Linked DNA regions of Lactuca sativa: region 1 is linked to region 2. Evidence: chromatin contacts called from public Hi-C data. All regions are on one chromosome and are shown on one strand. Each heading gives the region's core, a stretch centred on a gene start, on an enhancer-like site or on the middle of the called end of the contact. The rest is flanking DNA. Distances are from core to core; before and after follow the strand shown.

Evidence for each region. Hi-C and Micro-C count contacts between places; a contact is called where the count stands out from the background.
Region 1: a contact with region 2 is called in a Hi-C map of leaf, with 7 times the contacts expected there. The contact joins the promoter of LOC111909010 here to the promoter of LOC111895568 in region 2. A contact is called at or near these places in 2 of 4 Hi-C or Micro-C datasets (both in leaf).

Annotation. Positions count from the first base shown.
Region 1 is chr9:190,916,346-190,922,169 of Lsat_Salinas_v11, forward strand. It overlaps LOC111909010 (heterogeneous nuclear ribonucleoprotein 1), which reads left to right and starts at 1,401. Exons shown (of 5, transcript XM_023904807.3): 1 at 1,401-1,764; 2 at 1,897-2,014; 3 at 2,237-2,461; 4 at 2,537-3,728; 5 at 4,154-4,720. The coding sequence starts at 2,240. The coding sequence ends at 4,167.
Region 2 is chr9:190,430,725-190,436,980 of Lsat_Salinas_v11, forward strand. It overlaps LOC111895568, which reads left to right and starts at 4,632. Exons shown (of 4, transcript XM_023891656.2): 1 at 4,632-4,790; 2 at 4,889-4,990; 3 at 5,599-5,791; 4 at 6,023-6,256. The coding sequence starts at 4,937. The coding sequence ends at 6,153.

The DNA of each region.
Region 1 (5,824 bases), core at 151-2,650, 480 kb after region 2:
TATAAGATAGATCACAAACATTTAAGTTATTCATATTGCATGTTATGAGTCTATTTAAATATTTTATCATGTTTTAAACCTCATTCTTCATACAATATCACTAAAATAAATAGTAAATTCACATATGATATATGTCTAGAAATATCATTTTAGTCCTCGGTGTGTGTCGTCTATTATAGAAACTTATGCTTTCAAAAATCAAAGGTTCAAAGCCAAAACAACATGATATGAGTTTTCTACAATAATCGAAAAATGCAACAATTATAATCCGTTGTTTGTCCATTTCAAGTAAAACATCGATTTTCTTACTAATATTTAAACAAACTCTTTGAAATATTCCCATGATGTACAAAAATAAAAAGCATTTGAACCATGTTGGATCTGGGAGTGATGCATAACCAACATTCATTCATGAAACTTCTTGGATTTGATATGTTTTAATCCTTCAAGACTTAAACTACCACTACCGTAAAAAAAATACGCAACAACTTCCTGTAATAAATACAAATAAACACTTTAATCCCAAGTTTTTTACTCATTAGTAAAAGGTAAATATTTAAGATTTATTGCAATGCCATTGATCCTTGACATACATCACGTGACAACCTCTTTATTTTTCCAAGTTTTCCACCGGTTTTTACACTATATTGTCATACTTACAAAAACTAAATAAAAAAAAAAACTAACAATATACTTGCAAAAACTAACCAATTTTTTAATAAATCTTACTAAAGTTACAAAAAAGAACTCTCACGCGGTCTAAAGTTAATTTCACAACATGTAATGTTTTTCCAAAACCTTTAGTTTGGTTTATGAATGAATAAAAAATAGTTATAATTAAAAAAACACTCAATAACCGACAACGGCTTGGCTCTGAGCTCTAGAATATTGTATTAAACAAAAAAAATTATAGTTGATACCTCTTAAAATTTAAGATACGATTAATATGATTTATAATATAGTATAAAATATAAGATATAAGATTATATGTTTTAGAACTTTGATTCCTTATATTGGTTATTTTGACAATGTACAAATTTTTCTTATAAAATTATCAAATCTAATTTAAAACAATGGTAATTTTTCTTGATTATTCCATAATCCTATCTTTATATAATGCTTCGGTATCAAATCAAATATACAAAATACAATTTAATAAATATAAATGAAATTTAAGTCAAATTGTAGACACAACACAAAAGTAAAATCCCACGAACAAAGTGATCTCAACCGTCCATCAATCATCTCTACCAGCTGAAATGTCGCAAACATTGCTACATGACCATCATCATGACCATACGCTGTGCTTATGCCATATGCATGTACATAAGACTGATACATGGGATTGTAGTACCAAAGGATTTTCCCAATAAGTATATAAGGATCGAATTGGAGGAGATGCACTCCTTCCATTTATCAGATCAAACACCCAAAATTATTTCTCTTTTTTCCTTTTCTTTTCTCTCTCTTCCCCTCTTTTCTCTCTCACACACACTACCGCATATATTCATCATTCCAATTAATTATAGAAATTTGATCTTTTTTTCTACATCTTCCATTTTATACATACAATACAAAGAAGAAGAGAGAAGCTCACATCAAGATTTCTTTCTCAAAAGGACATATTATTCTGAAATCGAAATTGAAATCTGAACAACCTACAAAAACGGAGGGGCAGTATCGAGGAGGATGAACGTGCCCTCGGTTCTAATTGCTCCTCCTCTCAGATCTTAATTGTTAATCGTTTCGAGATTTGTCATCTGGGTATTTCTTTAATCGGCTTTGTTTTTTGTATTCGATTTGATTTTTTTTATTTTATAATTTTTTTTTTAATTTTTTGCTAAAAGTGTGTTTCTAGATTGATTGATTTCCTTCATCTGTGCAACCCCTTTTCAGGAGGACCTGAATTGGTGTTAGATTGGTCGCCATCGAGGGATCCGATGTTTTCCTGATTGAATCCGATAATACCCATTTTATATTAGGCGTATTAATCTCTGTGTAACTTAAAATTAAGGTATATTGCTTTTAATCTATGTTTGTTTGATCTGCATTTTCGCTTCATAAACTTGAAATTTTTAGGTGAATCGAATTCTTAATTGCAATGAGAATTCTCGATCATTCCGGAACCAATTTCGCACCAATATCTACGCTATGTTGAAAATTGTTCAAACCCTTTTCCGATTAAAAGCTTTATCGAAGAAATTCACGTTGCTGATCGATTAATTTTGTTGTATAGAAAATGCAATCGGATCTCGGCAAGCTATTCATCGGCGGGATATCATGGGATACAAACGAAGAACGCCTCCAGGAATATTTCAGTAGCTTCGGTGAGGTCTTGGAAGCCGTAATCATGAAAGACCACACCACCGGACGTGCCCGTGGTTTTGGTTTCGTCGTCTTCTCCGATCCCGCAGTCGCTGAACGAGTTATCAAAGAGAAACACAACATCGATGGCAGAATGGTAATAATTTCTCCAATTCCTTTTCTTACTCAATCTCTCCATCATTCTGAACACAAAGCTTCAAATTTCCACCAGGTCGAAGCAAAAAAAGCCGTTCCAAGAGACGATCAAACCACAATGAGTAGAAACAGCGGTAGCATTCAAGGTTCACCTAATCCAAATCGAACTAGAAAGATATTTGTAGGAGGGTTAGCTTCAACAGTCACTGAAACCGATTTCAAGAGATACTTTGAGCAATTCGGGACAATTACAGACGTTGTGGTGATGTACGATCATAACACACAAAGACCACGAGGATTTGGATTCATAACTTATGATTCAGAAGAAGCTGTAGACAAAGTACTCCTAAAAACTTTCCATGAACTCAATGGCAAAATGGTTGAGGTCAAACGAGCTGTCCCTAAAGAACTTTCACCTAGCCCTAATCGCACCATGCTTGGTGGATACCCGTATGGATTGGGTCGAACCGGTAACCTTTTTAACGGGTATACCCATGGACCCTATGATGGTAGATTCAGTCAAATTCCTAGAAGTGGGTTTGCAAATTTTGGAATGGGGTTAAATTTTGAACCAAGTATGAGTATGAGTAGCCCTAATTACAATAGGAGTTTAGGGTATGGAAGAGGAATGAGTCCTTATTTTGTAGGGGGTTCAAATCGGTTTGTGGGTCCCATTAGTTTTGATGGTGTGAATGCTTTGAATGGTGGAAATGGTGGGAATGGAGGGAATACTTCTTTTTTCAGTTCGACTCCTAGGAATTTATGGGGTAATGGAGGGTTTAATTACGGGTCAAATTCAAGTGGTTCAAGTGGTTATGTTGGGTCGGGGAGTGGGGGTATTGGCGGGGGTATTTTCGGGAATTCTGGTCTTAATTGGGGTTCATCTCCGGTTGTTGGTGGTGGAGGTGGCGGTGTTGGTGGTGGTGGTGGTGGTGGGAATTCTTCTAGTGGGAATCTTGGGTATGGTGGAGGTGGTGGTGATGGTGGTTTTGGTTTAGGAGGTGGTGGTGGTGGTTATGGTAGAAATGTTGCTAGTAGTGGGGTGGCGAATGGTGGTTTTGAAGGGCCTTTCTCCGAGTTTTATGGTGGTGGTGGCGGTGGGAGTGGCGGCTCCGTGTATGGTGGTGACCCGACTTGGCGGTCAGGGAATAGTGAGCAAGAGGGGTCGGGTTCGTTTGGTGGGTATGGAATTGGTGGTGATGGCCCTGAGGCTAAAACTTCTCCTGGTTATGTTGGTTATAGTGTTGCCAAACGACACCCAAATAGAGGTATCAAGAATTCACTATCTTATTCTTTGTTTAAATTACTCATGAATCTTGAATCTTGATGGATATTTGATATAGAACTAAAAAATACTTTGAAAATAACTATGGGATCCTATAAAATCAAAATGCTAGCTATAGAAGAAGATCAAGAACTTTAAAGATTGAATCTTTTTACATCAAGTTATGGTTCTACTTCTTTTCTTTAAGCTTCCAAGGGTATTTTCTTGTAAAAAAGAGGGTAAATTCAAGATTTTGATCAAGAAATAAGGATTTGTAATTCTCTCATGTAATAAAAGAGGAAAAAGATTCAAACCCATATTTGCCAAGGGTATTGGTTGGTTAAAATATCATTCAAGCTAAAAACTTTATAATGGATTAAACAAATCTTTTAATGATAAACTAATTTCACCATTTTTTTTTTGGTACAGGAATTGCTGGCTAGTTTGGAGTTCAAAAATATGCTATAGTAGATGGAAGTTTGGTGTATCCCCATGTTAGCACACGTTTTAAAGTTTAAAAAAAAATTAAAAAAAAAGTTGGGTATCTTCTGAAGAGATAAGTAGAGTGCTCTTTTAGAGATAGAAGGCGTATAAGCGAGTTATTTTCGTGTTCTTTTTTTCTTTTATGGATTGAATTTGAGTTACATTTTTGGTCTTGTTTTTTTGAGTGAGATGTAAAATCAGTTTGCGGCGTATAGTCAAAATGTGTATCATCTTGCATCTCTGGTGAGACGGGCGATGCATAAAAAGGGATCGAGGATATGAGTTTCATTTGTAAGGTTTTAGGTTTTCTTTTACAAAAAAAGAAAAAAAAAACTGCAAACTTGTAGTTAGATCTTTGTCTCCCGTCTTTGTCTTTGTTTTTAGATCTTGTTTTTGTTGTTTCTGCTAAGAATTGCAGCTGGATTCTTGTTGGTTTTACTAGTGTGAAACATTTGAGGGATACTCATCTAGGGTTCCCATTAATAAGTTACTTGAACTATGTTGTTTCTTTGATTTAGGGTGTTATTATTTACATGAAAGATTGGTTTTTTTTAGTGAAGTTATGACTTTGTTTGGATGGTGCTATGACCACACACATTTATGTGCTTGATGTGACCAACGAATTTCTGCCTCTAGACTTGGATTTGAAGATTGGCATAAAAATATTTGATTTATACTTCTATGTTTTGTTTTGGAAACTTCCCTAATAAGGGTTTTGAGACAGCTTTTGTGCATTGATTAATCCATGTTGTGAACATGATGTTATGTTTCATGTCTTGGAGTTAATGTAGACGAACTTTTATGGCTACATGCCTTGTTGCATGTTGTTAGGATTTGAACACGAATCTGTGTGTTACTTACCATATTTTTTATGTATTATTGAGTCACCACAACTTAAATTAAAGGTTTATTTCTATCAATTACGCCCAAAATAATATTGATTTGGTTTTAAAGATTCTTTACTTTTAGTAAAAATTACAAAAAGTAGAAACATGCTTTATGCTACCAAGGAAGGCATAATACATTATTTTATTTTAACAATCATGAAGGTCGTTAACAATGATCACTTGGGATTAACATTTCAAGGGGAATTTTTCGGATTCGAATACCATATGATATAATGTTTAAAAAAAAATTGCAATGCACTTTTAGTTTACAAATAGTAACAATAAGTAACCTAAAATATCTCTAATGCTTACAAGTTTTATACTATATTGTTGTATCGGTAAAGAAATTTAATGTATGGTTATTACAAGTAAGGAAATTTAATAGATTGCTATTATGGTTGATATATATAATAATTATATAAGTTTCGGATTATATATTGATATCATTGGTAACAAATATAAGTACATTGCTATTATGATTAGAAATAAAGTAGATCACTTATATGGGTAAATATAAAGTACATTGATTGTATCAATAGCAAAACTAAAACATGTTGCTGTTTTTTTTTTTTTTGGAAATTTATGCTTATTTTTATGGGCAAATGACACGAAAATATTAAGTTGTAGCTTGTATTCAGGTTACTTATTGTTATACAAAAAGGAAATCGGGTTGACTTAGTGTTGATCACTTGGTTGCTTATTGTTATATGAACGTCATCAAATTGGCTTA
Region 2 (6,256 bases), core at 3,382-5,881:
GCAGAAAACTTTTCCTTACAATGCAAATACATATGAAAACTATCTTGTTATGTATTCCTAAGCAATCTATCATAACTCTTAAGCAGCAGCTCAAAATTCTAATCATCAAACCATGCGATCGAAATTCATCTCTTCACGATTAGAATCACTCTTTCTTTAAGCTCCCTTTCTTTTCTTTGATTCTACAAAACATCAAAATGTAATTACATTACATCATGTATTAAGAATCTCCAAATATGAACTTAATAGAGTTAGATAATGGGATGCCGATGATCAATGGCACGTTTAAATCTCGATTGTACCCTTTAAGTTTGTGACTGGGATGTCGATGATCACAAACAAGGTCTGAATAACCATGCAAATGTGCTTGGTACTCTTAATGTTATAGATCAACTAATCAATGTGCCGGTTAACCACACACACTCCATTGATCTATGATTAACATCAAGCTACCCTTTGCTACACACTGTCAGCCCCAAATTAGTGTGCTAGTTAACCACACGCGCTCCACTAACGACTTAACAAGGTGCAAAGTACAATTTAATGAGTTAGCACCAAATTCACATTTTTCCTAAGTAACTAAGATTGGGAATTTCTAAGTGTTTAGTTGAGTCAAACGATATTGCCTTTCCTCTTCGTCGATTTAGTAGAGTTAGCTCACCTCCCAAGCTTTATAAGTTTCATCTAACTGTAGAAGGAGTTACATTTATTAGTGATAATAAAATAATGATCAACTAGGATAAGCTAATAGCCACTAGGAAGCAATGTCGTGCCCTTAGGCTTCCAATGAGAAAAGTCTAAGGATAGAGAAATTCAATCCATAAAATATAACCAAGTTTGAAATTGGTTGATCCAACGCCTAGTTATATGATAGTAGGTTGCAATTAGATCTTCGATATGAAGACTAACATGGACATGAATGTACACGATTTCAAAGTTAGTACGTTGGAAAAGGTTTTCGTTCAGAATCAAGAAATTGATTATGAGGAAACATTCTCACTTGAGTGAATCCCAAAGTTTTGTTCTATTCATGAAAATGATAGGATGAGACGAGTCCTATATGCTTCATATATAGACTCAATCATGTATGTTATGACTTGTGCTTATTATGATGTCTCAAATGTTTTGAGCACCATGAAATTGTGTCAGAATTTTTTTTTGATTGAATCACTATGCAACTATTAACAACATTTTGAGGTATTTAAGAAATACCAAGGACTGATTACTTGTAGACAGTAGAGAACATGATTAAGAAGAGCTATGTAGCATAAATTTTTAGGGATGACTTTGAGTCATAGTCTAAATGAATATTCATTTTGAATTGTAGTGTGATAACATGAAATGTTTCATGTAAGATCTAGTGGTAGATTCACCAATATGGGTCAGACTACATTAGTGTGAATCAAGTATCCAAGGAGCGTACATGGAATAAAAAGCTTCATGGTTGAACTTAGAGTTGTTTTGAGTAACAAACTGCCATTAGAAATATTATGTGAAAGTGCAGTTATGTTGACCAAGGATTCTTGAGATTGCAAAAGGTTAATGCATAGAAAGAGGAAATTCCACTACATCCAAGATAAATTTGAGGATGAAGATCTAGTTGTGAAGTGAGTATGTTCTTGATGATTCGTTCACAATACTGAGGAACACATGAAACCATGATGTGCATGCTAAGAGCATAGGCATGAAAAATGATGAAAAGTTTAGTTGTTAAGTCAATTATCCCAAAACATTTATACTCATAAATTGGTAATTTTATGGTGATTAAATAACAGAGAATTATTTATATTCAGGGGTACGATACCATAGACAATTAGTTTATTATTGTGTTTCAGTTTGCATGTTACTTCCTAAATATTACTTTATTCGAAATACCACAGTCAGTCATACTTCTGGGAATAAGTATTGATTTAAGACTGTCATGAAATATTTATAGATTGTCTATGGTGATTAGACATTGCATAAGGATTGTTGCACTATTCACGAGTACTTGGAAATAAGAATTTTGAGGATTGGTTAAACCTGCGATTAGAGATTACTTCATGGATTCAATCATGAGTAATTCTAAGACAATAATATCTTCTATTCTTGAAACAAAGATGTATAAGACATAGTTTGCAAGTCTGTTGTGCATTGGTTTTACATCAACGCATCTATAAATGGATGTTATAAAATGTAATTCCATGTATGGCATAGTGAGTAAAGGGTATGATTATATAGTCAAAGTTTATCCGTTCCATTTTCCTTAGCAAGAAAAGTGATATATTTAGGGGCCCTCGGTGATTTGATGTTGACATTCATGTGTTAGGCCTAGCTCGGACTAAATTGATGTGTTCAATTAGTAGTCTGAATTTAGTCATCATAAACCGGAAATCGAGAAACATAATCTTGGGCTATGAGATTGATTTATATATATGTTTCATATCTATACAATATCTTGAAGAACGAAGGAATAGTTTATCACTTATCTTAGGGCCAACATTTGATTTTAATTAGAGTTCGGTAGTGGTTATGGAAAGCACTCTTTATTGGTTATTCAAAGCATATACTTGATATTGTAGTTGGCGACTTATTTAAGTGGAAGACTGTTTGATTAAGGTGTTTAAAGTCTTAACTAAATTGGTATAGTCTTAGTCAATAAAAGTAAAATCCTTTTTTGGGTTACCTTCAAAAGCTAGAAATATCTAGAAATGACTTTAAGAGATAGATAAAATATTTTATTAATATATTATATGATTAATAAATTGATTAGAAATAGTTGGAATTGATTAATTATTAATCATAATTATTCTAAATTAATTCGGGATTAATTGGAATTACTTAAATGTGCACGTGTTGAATTATAATTGTTCAATAACAAAAGAGGCAATTCTAGAATGGTTAAATGCATGGACGGTTTCTAAAGGGCTTCTAGGATTTCGGGATGCCTCCTGGCATCTGATAAGGAAAAGAATTAAATTGGGGATTAATTCTAATATTTAATTGTTCAAATCCGAATTTATCTGCAAGTTACCTAAACTATAAATATGACCATTATGCATCACAATGTCATGGTTAATACTAGGCCTGGCAATCGTGTCGTGTTTGGGTTGGCGTGTCGCGGGTTGGCGGGTTGGCAGGTCAAAATATGCCAACCCAAACACGACCCATTTAAATATACAGGTCACGGGTTGGCGGGTCACGGGTTGACGGGTTTGGAACTTAAACCCATATATGACCCACCAACCCGTTTATTTATACGGGTTCACAAGTTGGCGGGTTCGTGGGTCAGATTTGGGTTCGTGGGTCTAAATTTTAGATATTTAAGTCTTAAACATCCAAATGAAAATTAAAAACATTCATAGAAACATGTTACAGACTTAGTCTTATAGGTTACGACTTATGACCTTAGACCATCCACCACGAGTAATAATGTCAAAACAATCAACTAGTCTATGAATAAATTGTATATATTATATAATACTTATTAAATATTAATACTTGATACATAAATACATTTAAAAATATAATATTTTTTTATTAAGAATATAAACGGGTTGGCGGGTCAACCTGTTTATTTTTTGAGAAACCTATATATGACCCGTTTAATAAACGGGTTGATGGGTTGACGGGTTAGCGGGTTGGCGGGTTGAAAAACTCAACCCAAACCCATTTATTTCGTGTCGTGTCGCGGGTCGTGTCGCGTGTCGTGTCGAGAATTGCCAGCCCTAGTTAATACCTTATAGGATGAGAAATATGAATTTATCATCATCTCTTTTCTCTACTTGTCTGTCTGGTAACTAGGGTTTTGAGTGTGAACCATTAGAGACATTCATACTATTAGTTGTTCGCTTTCCATAGAACTTTAGAAGATTTGAATATATGAGTTGTTATATTTGATTATAACAAAAGGTGTGTATTCTAACCATATGATTTTTGATATAATATAGGTTAAATGATTGTTCAATAAGTATGTTGTTATAACTTGAGAAAATGTCAGAGTTCTAGGTTGCATGTACCCATAAATGTTTATGTAAAAATATGTTGTGCAAATAATTTTGTAACCTATAAAACCCATTAGATCTAACCCAAAAAACTCAACAAAAATGAAACCGAACACTTGGTTTTTACCTAAGGTTCATAAACCCTAATAATAAAGACAAGTAAAAGAGAGATTTACTTACTGTTTACTCTTGATTTCTTTGTCGCAAAAACATGAAATTCTAGTATTTTTTCCGTCCCTAAAAATCATTTGTTTTTCTTTCTCCTCTCCTGCTTAAAGTAGACATGAAAAGTGAGAAACCCATGGAGTTTTCTTCCATTGGCCATCTAATAGTTACACCTCTAGTCTGATTAGGAAAATTAAATATTTAGCTAGATTGTGACAATTAGTCTCTCCTCTTAGACACAAATTCTATGTTCCACATTCGTATTATACTTAGACTTGAGTTTTAGTTCGATCAAATTTGAGTGGAATGCATTTGAGTCAAATTCTAACTTCAAAAGTTGATTTGATATTATGTTTAAGCATGCTAGACCACAAGTAAAATTTAAAAAGGTGACAAAATAGAAAATACTAAAGCAAAATGACGAGGGTGGGCCCACATGTCAATATTGACAAACAAAAAGAGACTTTGGGTCACACACTACAAGCTTCGGTGCAAACTACAAAGAACCATCCTTTCAAGCTTTCAACTTGCCTTCTTCCTTCTCTCTCTCACACACACAACACACACTGAAAAAGGGCATTATGTTCTCTCTCGCTATCATATGAACTGAATCAATAACCTCATCGGAACACCTTTTTCTTGGTAAATCTCTTCGATTCTGTTGTTTTCTATTCCAAGATTCGTTCAATTCGTGATCTTATCGACTGAATTGCGATTTTGACTTTTGAAACTTTTTGTAGGGTTTTGGTTGGTTCGTTTTCTTGTTTCGGGAGTGGAGATTTTGTGAGATGAGCAAAGAACGGCCACCGGAGCCGCTTGATTTCTTCATTTGGACGGTTGAGGTATGCCTAATCACTTCTTGTTTTATATCTACAGATCTCGTGGTTCAATTGTGTTTTGTGTTAATTGGGCATTTCGTTGTTTTAATCGAGAAATGTGGGAGGGAAATTGAAATTGTCGAGCCCTTTTGGGATCATGTTCTTCGTTTTCTGCAAGCGATTGTATGGTTTACACAAACTGTGCACAATTACACATCCTTTCTGATAAATTATAATTCCAGTCGTACCATTCCTTCTCAGAATCATGCTCACTGAAAGCATCAAATTACATCATCATGTTTGAGGTTTCTTTTTACAGATACTCCACATGTGCTTAGGATCAAATAGTCAATTCAGCATACCTACCATACCCATAAATCAACCAAATTTATTCTAAATGACACCCAATTTTGATCCATCATCCCTTTGGTCCTCGGATGATTCTACCAAATTTATTAAGACATATCAATACGTCTTTGTGTTCTATAGTCTATACTTGCTCTTGATTTCTATTTTTGCTCATAATCCCATTCTTTTACATTCGAATTTCCATTTTATATGTAACAAGGCCTTCGCAATTGCATTTAGTGGGTTAGTGGTTGACTTTTTTGTGGACAAAATTTGTGTGACAGGATGTTGGGCTTTGGTTGGAGGAAATAAATCTTGGAGGGTATCGCCAAACTTTTAAAGAAAATGGTGTTAATGGAGAGTATCTTGAAGGCATGTCCATGTTTACAACAGAACAAATTCTTAGGTTTATTCGACGTTGTCACATGAAATGGGGTGACTTTATAACGCTATGCAAAGAACTCAGAAGGATTAAAGGTTATATATCTTTTAAACTTTCTTTCTTGCAATACTTTTTTTATTATTATTATTATAATATGTTTTATTAGTTTCTCTTTAGCTCTTACAAGCTCCTTTATTATAGTTTTTATAATCTTGAATGGTGGCTTTTACAATACTAAAATGTGGTATCTCATTAGCATAAAGTTTCGATTTTTGGAATGTTTTGTAGTAAAGAAATTGATTAGGTTTGTGTTGATGATCCTCTAGTGGCTTGCTTGAAGGGGGAGCAAAAGGTTCGGCGACCATGGTGGGCCCCATCTTGTTTATCTGTAGTCTTTGTGAGGGTGGCAAAGCGTAACAGACAATCACGGGTAGTTTCCATGAAACTAGAACCCTGATCTGATCCACCCCACCTCACTGGGTGGGTGGGTAGGGGGAAAAGTCTGACATCTTCAGTCCTGATCAGCTTTTCCCCAGTGGATCTTGATCAGGATTCCAGAT